2 separate regions of the Sus scrofa genome follow, and region 2 is linked to region 1. Evidence: chromatin contacts called from public promoter capture Hi-C data. All regions are on one chromosome and are shown on one strand. The core of a region is the stretch at or near the end of the contact, and the rest is flanking DNA. Distances in the headings are between cores, read along the strand shown.

What was found. Promoter capture Hi-C pulls out the DNA fragments that hold promoters and counts their contacts.
Region 2: a promoter capture Hi-C map of fetal liver shows a contact between it and region 1, with 2.1 times the contacts expected there. The contact joins the promoter of PPIL4 here to the promoter of ULBP1 in region 1. A contact is called at or near these places in 1 of 5 promoter capture datasets (fetal liver) and 1 of 47 Hi-C or Micro-C datasets (embryonic fibroblasts).

The regions. Positions count from the first base shown.
Region 1 is chr1:16,115,937-16,120,783 of Sscrofa11.1, forward strand. ULBP1 (UL16 binding protein 1) reads right to left here and starts at 3,337. Exons shown (of 5, transcript NM_001004035.1): 1 at 3,167-3,337; 2 at 775-1,038; 3 at 278-553. The coding sequence starts at 3,248.
Region 2 is chr1:16,398,616-16,403,528 of Sscrofa11.1, forward strand. PPIL4 (peptidyl-prolyl cis-trans isomerase-like 4) reads left to right here and starts at 2,323. Exons shown (of 13, transcript XM_021086908.1): 1 at 2,323-2,472. The coding sequence starts at 2,403.

The DNA.
Region 1 (4,847 bases), core at 2,087-4,586:
GGAGAGAAGAGTAAGAAATAAATCTCTGGCATCTGAATGATGCCCTCGTGTTTAGGGTCAGCATGGTGAGTGGTGCGAAGGCCTGGGCAGCAAGGAAGGGATGCCAGGAGGTGGGAGAGACAGGGAGCGAGGCAGACCACCCCCGGGGCCCCTGCTCCCCCAAGAAGAGCCCACTTCCCAGACACACACACATGCACACGCACAGGCACGCGCACACGGGAGTGTAGAGGGCACCGCCTTGAAAAGACCACCACTTCCTCCTCGTCTTCCCACTTACCCGCTGTCTTCAACATTTTCTCCCAGTGCACCAAGAAATGGGTGAGCCAGGATTTGCAGTCACCCAGGGATATATTCCTGAGGAAGCTGGTCACAATCCGGTCACTCTCCCACTTCTCTTTCATCCGTCTGCCTCCAGAATGAACTACGGTCAAGGTCATATTGTCTGAATCGATGTGGAGGCAGATCTGTCCATTGAAGGCAAATTTCCAGGATCCACTCGTGTGTCCATCATCTTGAGACTGGCACGTCACCTTGACCTGCAGCGTGGGAGGGTCTGCCCCCCACCGTGGGAAGGAGCACGTGTCTGGTCTGGACAGATTTTTCACCCCCTCCCTGCGCCATCTCCCGTGACCCTGTTCTTCCCTCCAGGGCCTGCTCTTTGCCCTGGGCATCCTGCGAGGACCAGCACCCAATCTGATTTTATTTCTTTAGCCAAATACAACGAGAGCGGCTAAGCCCACACTGCTCCTCCCGCACTTGGATTTCCTGACTCACCCATGGCCGTGTAGTTCTCAGGCATGATGTCAGGCAGTTGCTCCTTGAGGAAGTCCCCAACGTCTTTGAGTGTTTCGATCTGTATCTCCCAGTTCTTTGTACCTTTCACCTTCTCTCCCAGGGAACTCACGGATTGGATCTGAGCAGCACCACAGTCACAGGAAAAAAAATCCTCTGCGTCCACCTGGGCTTGAACCACACACCAGGGGTGTCCAGGGCTGGGCTTTGGAATGATGATGAAGTTATAGCAAAGAGAGTGAGTATCTGTGAAGGCAAAACGCAGGTGAGGGTTGGGGTTTGGAGACAAGGATGCATAGACCCACTTCCCGCTTCATGTGACAGCAAAAATGTGGGGGGCTGGGCTGGCAGAACTAGGACTGTTTCCCCCACCCCGCCCCCACCCCCTGCCACACCAGGGACAGATCTGTGCTGCTCCCCTCCTTGAGGAGAAAAAGGGGTCCCTGCCTAGCAAGAAATCACACAGCCTGGATATGTCCCCTTGTCCACCAGGTCAGTACCCGGCATCAGTCAGCACATAAGCTTTTCCTCCCAGCAGCTATTGGGAAAAGGCCTGGAGCCAGAGGATGGGCAGAATCCAGTCCGGGTCCTGGGGGGGATGGAGAGCGTGTAGGGGCTGCTCCTGAGGAAGGGGGGTCCCAGTGGGGGCAGATAAGCAGAGAGCCCGGAGCTGGACAAGGCACACTTTGCAGTCACGGGTCTCAGGATTCAGCCAGGCCCGGGGAGAGGCCACTCCTCGGCTACTAGGCTGGGTCTTGGAAGTGGAAGGAGGCCCGGCCCCCACTGCCTAAAAAACAGGAAGTCCAGAGCTTCCGAGGCAGCTGGTAGAGGAGGGGATGGAATGTGCCAGGGCAGACGTGCCATGGAAGGGCAGGAGCGTGCGCGGTCAGCCCTGCTCCCTGGGAAAGCCTGAGGACTCCATGGAGCTACGAGGAGAGCTCGGATGGGAAGCGAGTCCAACAGCTCAAGTGAGACAGCCTGGGAACTGAAACCTCAGACTGAAAAGCCTTGGCTGCAGTTCTTGCTCCTGGATAAAAACCTCCCCAAAGTATTAGAACTCAACGTAAACACAAGGGACCAAAAAGAGTTGGGTGCACCCTTAGTAAGGAAATGATGCATTAGCATGAAGCTGCCACCCCCACCTTGCTGTCTCATTCACAGCACCCAGAAGCTACAAGGCCGCACAGGGCATGTTTCTGGCTCTTCAGCACCCAGCAGCTGGGGCTCCCCTAGGACCATTCCCTGGGAGGCGGGTTCCCCAGAACTGAGATCAGAGACTAGGGCAGTGGCCAAACCTACTTCCCCACTGCTTTGCATATTGTCCATGGCTGCTGTTGCGCCACCACAGTGGGGGCTGTAAAGGCAACAGATTTCCCTTCTGCCTTTGCGAGAAAAAGCCTGCAAACCCCTGTCCTAATGAATACCTGTTAAAGGCTGGGGGCTCCCCAGGGGGTACCAATATGAAGGTGGGGGGCCCCCGCCTCACCCTCATTCCCTGCCTCACACTTTGGGAAACTGCTTCCAGTCCCTCCTGCTTGAAGCAGTCGTGGGTCAGATTCCCAGGCTGTTGCTGGACTATGTCCTCAAGCCAGGGATAAGGGGCCAGTTGGAGGGGGAAGGAAATAGGGCCCCTTCATAGGTGGGAGGGTGTGGGAGGTCCTGGGCCTCTAGGGGCCCCAGGGAGATGGGTAATAAAGAGTATTGTAACCACAAGCAGGACCCTATGGGGCGATCTGGGGACAGGCACCACCCAGGCCCCCCTCCCCCCCACCCTGTCCCTCTGTCTCCCAACCCCTTAGACGCCCCCTCTAACCTCCTCCCCCTCCCTCCTAAGCCCCCATACCCTCCTCGCCCACCACCCTCTTCCCACCCCCACCCCACCCCCACCACGCCCGCCGACAAGCCCGCCCACTCTACCCCACTCCCCATCCCCCCGCCCCCTCCGCCCACTCTACCCCCCCACCCCCACCCTGCCGCCCCTACACCCCACCCCCTATCCCCCTCGCCCACCCCGTCTGGTTGTCTCAGGCAGTATGGCCACCTGTTCCTATGGCAGCCTATGGAGCTGGCTGCCTGTCCTCCGCCGCCCGGCTGCAGGGGCTCCACTTCCCCAGGGGAGGACTCGGGCCTGGAGGCTTGCGGTGCCCCATTTCCTGGTGTCCTCTCCGTCCCCCCCAGCCTCCTGGCGTTACTTTTTCACTCAATTCGCCATTTGGGACCCAGAGGGAAGTCACAGAGGAGCCGCAAAGGCAAAAGAGTTTCGTAGGGGCGCCGGCCCCACCCAAGGAGAAGTTTCGCAAACCCAAGCGGACGCTCCATCTCCCTCTCTTTAGGCGCGGCGCCCCGACCCCGCCAGGTTCATCCCCGAACTCACCGCAGGCCGCCGGGCATAACCGGAGAGAAAAAAGCAGACTCAGGAAGCCCAGACCCGCCGTGGAGCCAGCGGTCTGCGCCATCGTCACGGATCCTGCGGGAGCCGCGACTTTGCAGAGCGCGCGCCCGGGTCTGGAATGCAGATTCCCCAGCGCCCGGTGGCTGAAAGGTGATGGCAGGCTGTTTCCACGCCCCCGGAGCCCTGCCCGGTGCCACTTCCTGTTCATGCCCACGCTCTGTCCTCCTGCTCCTCGGCCTACCTTTTCTTCTGGTCCTTCGGCTGTCCCGTCTCCCGTTCCCCAAGTCCCGATTTCAGTCAATCCTGCTTTGCTTCAAAGACTCCGGCTTTTCTTTGCGGAGAACTCTGCCAGCCTAGCGAAGGGACTGAAGACCTGCCGGGACCTGTAGTGTCATCGACGATGTGTTTTCTAGTAGTTTCTATGCCAGTGGAGCCCAGGAGTTTTTGTGAACCAGAAGAAATGTTTTTTTAAAAAAAATCCAGAGGACCAGAGGCAATTTTATCTTCAAGTTTCACGGGGGAGCCCGGAGGCAATGATGAAACTTTTCCGGAACAAATATGCCACAGCGCCCCCTGGAGGCTTCAGAGCCCCCTGGATGGAGGCTTCAGAGCCCGATGGGGATTGGGGTAGAGGGGGAGGGTTTGTGGGCGGGCGTGGTGGGGGTGGGAAGAGGGTGGTGGGCGAGGAGGGTATAGGGGCTTAGGAGAGAGGGGGAGAAGGTTAGAGGGGGCAATTCTTCCCTCTTTTGTCCCACTCACTTAGTCTTCAGGTGGCCTCCAACTAGTGCTTTTACAGCCCAGAATTCACACCTAGGCTGTCTGCTGATGCAGAGGGAGGCATCAGTGGTCGAGCCTGGAAATGATTCCTAATTCTTGGTAAGTGAGTCCTTGTCTCAGGTCCTTACCTCCATCCAGAGAGACAGCCAGTGACGTTCAAAGTCTCTGGCAAGACTGTGACACAGAGATCCATGGCTCTGCTCTCCCAGGTGGTCCTGGCCTTTGCCCACTTCAAGGGTGGCAGGGCTGAGACCAGAACTGGGAGGCCTATGCTGAGTCCTTTGCTGGCCAGGGGCCCCATTCCATCTCTTTTCCTTCCTGAGCCTGGGTTTCCTATTGAAAGATGTGGGTGGGGATGAGTGCCAAGCTTAAGAAACACCAGGAGTTCCCATCGTGGCTCAGTGGTTAAAGAGCCTGACTCTTATCCATGAAGACTCGGGTTTGATCCCTGGCCTCGCTCAGTGGGTTAAGGATCAGATGCAGCTGGGATTCTGAGTTTCTGTGGCTGTGGTGTAGGCCAGCAGCTGAAGCTCCGATTTGACCCCTAGCCTGAGAACCTCCATATGCTGCCGGTCTGGCCCTAAAAAGACAAAAAAACAAAAAAACAAACAAACAAAAAAAAAAAAACAAAGAAAAAGAAACACCAAGCAATCAGCTAGAATTTTCTCCTGACTACTGTTTGTGAAGTTATGCTCTGTTGCTCAGACCCATTGAGATCACCTCCCTGGGGAGTCTGCTCTCACGGGGGCTTTGAAACGAGTCCAGGTTCCAGGAGCAGGCCCTGGGGGGACTGTCCAGGTGTTCGCAGGGGCCCCTCTTCCCGGTCCTGGCCAGGTCTCTAAGGCCATCCTTCCGCCTCTCTCCCGTCCTCCCAGTCACTTGCCTC
Region 2 (4,913 bases), core at 1,073-3,572, 280 kb after region 1:
ATATGGAAGTTCCCAGGCTAGAGGTTGAATTGGAGCTGCAGCTGCAGGCCTACGCCACAGCAATACTGGATCTGAGCTGCATCTGTGACCTGCTCCTTAGCTTTTGTCAATCCCAGATCCTTAACCCACTGAATGGGGCCAGGGATCAAACCTGCATCCTCCCAGAGACTACATCAGATCCTTAACCCACTGAGCCACAATGGGAATGCCTTTTATGTAAAATCCCATCCACTGCTGGACGAAACAGTACCCCAAAGCTTTTGGATCACCTGTGTTACTAGCCTTCTATGGTCGAGGAAATGGTTCTCTCTTGATGCTTCTTCTCATATCTAGAGTCATACTATTATAATAATTGATTTTATAGAACTGTATATTATCAATCATTTCAAGTCACCTAGTCATCATTTTATTTTTATTTTTATTTTTGGTCTTTTTTCCATTTCTTGGGCCGCTCCTGCGGCATATGGAGGTTCCCAGGCTAGGGGTCGAATCGGAGCTGTAGCTGCCAGCCTACGCCACAGCTCACAGCAACGCCGGATCGTTAACCCACTGAGCAAGGGCAGGGACCGAACCTGCAACCTCAAGGTTCCTAGTCAGATTTGTTAACCACTGCGCCACGACGGGAACTCCCATCATTATTTTTAATTGGAGGGTTAGTTAATCATTTGCAAAAAAACAATAATCTTATAAAATAGGCAGGGCCTCTCTCACAAGCGTCCTGTCTTAATAAATCTATATCTTACCTATCACTTTGTCTCTCACTGAATTCCTTCTGTGCAGAGGCATGAAGAAACTGAACCTCAGTGAGTCCAGACACCAGGAGGTTATGGTCGGGGATTAGGCAGTGGACATGTTTGGAGAGTCACTCTTCAGCCCCAGAAGCGACAGAAAATGAACAAGCAGATAAAAAGCTCTGTAAGTCCTGTGTGTGGGAGCAAACCCCCCAACAAATGGAAGATGTTAATGAGGGGGTCTTTATTCCAGAAAGAAGACCACCAAACTACTGAACACCAACTTTGAAAACAATGCAATTTGCCTCTACCCTGATCCTTATCTGCAGTCCTCTTTTCTTATTTCCCAAACTATGAAACCACCTCCCAATCTCTCCTAAGGGAGGCACAGTCTTTGAGGCATTAGCCTGGTGTGACTCTCCTTTGCCGGGCAAAGCAATATAGCTATTTCCCCCCCCCCCCAAAAAAAAAGGCAGGGCACAAGTAATATAGTTAGTAACATTAATATGGTCTTAAGTAAGTACTTAAGCTAAGGACTTCCATTAAATGTGGCCTCGTATCTCCTTAGGTCATCTGACCAGTCCGTTTTGTACGAAGCCTCTATCTTCAAGTTATTTATTTATTTTTTGACCTTGCCCCAGGAATGTGGAAATTCCCAGGCTAGGAATTGAACCCACACCACAAGCAGTGACCTGAGACACAGCAGTGATATCAGGTCCTTAACCCACTGAGCCACCAGGGAACTCCACCAATCTCTATCTTTAATGGAGATGATATATTGGCTTTGCACATAAAATTCACCAAAGATGGCTACACATGTGAGGTGAGTGGGTCATCATTACCCCTTAGGGGACTGAGAAAGGAATGTTATCTTTTAAGGAGTTTCATGGCTGGTGCCAGAAGAAGAAAAATTGATTCTATGGTTGAGCAGGTATTTCTCCCATTGGCGGGGTCTGCTTAATGCACAGCGCACACTGGAGGGGAGGGAGGAAGCCAAAGGGCAGAGAATTTTGTTTAAATTTTTGTCTTGCCTTAAAATGTGAATTTTATTTCGTTAAGAGTACTGATAAAAGCAGTAGAGATAAAGGACTGAATGAAGCCTATGATTTTTAGCTTGTTGCACTAAGGACCCACCCACGACCTGCTACATAACAGGTACACTCTCTGCTCTACATAAGATTAGCCAGGAAAGAACTCCCTGCTAACAATCTTTCTCGGTAGCAAATTGTACATTTCAGGCCTGATTCAAGGCAATAAAAAGAGGCCGATTAGAAACCGAGGGCAGATGTCCCAATAAGGCGAGGGAAGGTGGCGCCAGAGTCGCCCTCGGGCTACGACGGAGGCAGCCAGAACAGCTTGAAAGAAATGTCCGTCCCGTTCTTGAGATGGTCACAAAAGGGGTACAAAACCCTTCAGAGGAGCCCCTTTGAGTGACAGGCTTCCGCTCCAGCTCCAAAGGATTTTCAAAAGGGCCGCGCGAGAGGCGGGGACCCAGGGCTCTGTCAGGTTGGGCGGGGCACCGACCAGACCTGCCTCCAGAGAGCCTCTAGGAAGGGGCGGTGTCGCCGGAGGAATGACGTAAAAAGGCGTCGCGCCGAAGGTGACGCGTGGCGTAGATGACGTCGGGCTATTCCTGTCACTCCAGGCGCTGGTAGCAGAGGAGCGGGCGCCATGGCGGTTCTCCTGGAGACCACTTTGGGCGACGTCGTCATCGACTTGTACACGGAGGAGCGGCCGCGCGGTGAGGCCCGGGCACACTCAACTCTCGCCGGGCCGCGATCTCCTTTCCCCACTTTGCACTTTCCCCACTTTGCCTAGTCCCCGGCGAGGACTGGTTCGAGCTTCTAGGCTGCTGGTCCCCGCGACCGGGCTGTTTTATTAGCGGGCCTTGTTTGAGAAATGTTTTTGAGGAGCATCCCTTCTCCCGCATCTGGTCCTGCTAATCGGGTGGCGAGTACTTGTGGTTATTAAATCCGTGTGTGTGCGTGCGTGTGTGTGTGTGTGTGTGTAATGCCAAGCGCATGTACAGTGCCCATAGCTCTTGTGGCTTTACTGCGTTTTACAAATCCGAGTAACGCAGACTGGTTACTGGTTACTGGTATTCCTTGGTGTGTAATCGGTAAATCTTGAGGAAAGCAGGGAGGACGGGCTAGGAGCATTGTGTGTGGGCATCACTCCTGGCTGGAGGAAGGGCTGCACCAAGCCTTAGCAAACACTCATTGATCGCCCTCTATGCGGGACTTTGTGCCAAGCCCCGGGAGGGCGCCTTGCCGTTGAGGGTCTAATTTTCCATTGGGGGAAAGTAGGCGCGGCAATCTATTTAATTTCTTAAGTGTTGTAGTGGAAGAATGTGTAAGTTGCCATGGAAACCAGAGGAGGGAGTCTTTCTTCCTGGTTGGGGGTGGGGAGAAGCGAAGCTAGCAAAGAATGCAGAACACTTGAACCAGCTCTTTCAAAGATGAGTGGGATCGAGGGTTTTCTTAACAGTTTGCTTGGAATTTTCTGGAAATAGCAAGTAGATCGGTGGCTTGACGGTGGGATGGCAGACTGCGAGTCTGGTCATAGACCTTTCTAAGTTAGTGAACAGCCTTGTGTGCCCTACCGATGATCGAAATCTTTGAAGAGTTTAAAAGCAAGATTGAGGCAGGGCACACTTCCTGTTGTAGGAAGATAATAGGCAGCACTGTGGAGAATGTATCAGAGTGACCAAGGGAGTTTAGTTACCATCAGGGTTCTGTCCCCATGGAATGCAGTCTATCAAAGAGGATGAAACAGGCCTCAATAGGGCACCAGGAGTGCCTCCTGACACACTACACTAAATCCTACACTCAGTTATCCCCAAAAGCCCCACAGCACTCAACCACACATCCATGCTTTCTCATACTGTTGCCTCTACCTTACATTTCTCTCCTTTTGGCAAACCTCCTGCTTATTCAAATCTCAGGTCAAGCATAATCTCTTCTGTGAAGCTCTCTGGTGTCCTTAAGTAGAGTTAGATCCATTTCTTCTGCTCAATCTCAGGCCTTTTATAAATCATACAGCACATATTTTGTTATACATTTACTTGTTGTCCTGGAATCATTTGCACACCTTGGTCCCCTTTCAAGAATGTCACTCTAAAAGAGCAGGGACTGTGCTTTAATTAGCTCTGTATCCTGAGCACCTAGTGCAGTGCCTGGCTCTTTGAGGGCACACACTAAAGGCTCATGTGGAGTAATGCAAATATATGTGTTGCCTTAGGACTCTTTGTGTGTGTGATAGAAACTCAGCTCAAACTGGCTTAAAGAAAATAATTGATTGCCTCATGTTATTGGGGAAAGCTTTTAAGGATGGGAGGACAATGCTTGGCAGGATCTTATGGGGAATTATGGTTTTCATCTCTTGGTTCTGCTTCCTTTTGAATTTGACACTCTCCATATGGAGCCGCACCTGGCAAATGAGTGGACCTTTCCCCGTGGAACTGTGAGAAACAAAGGGGATGTAGAGTTATTCCACTTAATTAACAGATGGAATGGACAAGCAGTTTCTGCAAAGATAGCTTGGAACACTAAAAGCATAAGTCCAGTAAACATGAGATTGGATACCTTCTTTTATGTGTAACTATTAATCTATAGTAAAAATATCCAGACTTATTTTTCTTTTTTCCTCCCTTTCTCTCCCTTCTTTTGTTTTCCTTTTTTTTTTTTTTTACTTTTTATTATAGAAGACTTGAAATATACACAAAAGTAGAAAGAATCATGTAAATGAACCCTCATGTGCTGATGGTCAGCTTCATTTAACGGTCGTGAATACATGTTTCATTTATACCCCCACCTCCACTGGATTTTTTATAGCAAGTCCTTTACATGACATTTATTTAATCTGTAACTACTTAAAGCTGTATCTTAAAAGATAGTTTTGTTTTTTTTGTTTTTGTCTTTTTGCCTTTTCTAGGGCTACTTCCGCAGCATATGGAGGTTCCCCGGCTAGGGGTCGAATTGGAGCTGTAGCTGCTGGCCTGCACCATAGCCGTAGCAATGCCAGATCCGAGCCACGTCTGTGACCTACACCATAGTTCATGGCAATGCCGGATCCTTAACCCACTGAGCGAGGCCAGGGATTGAACCCACAACCTCATGGTTCCTAGTCGGATTCGTTAACCACTGAGCCATGATGGGAACTCCTTAAAAGATAGTTTTTTAA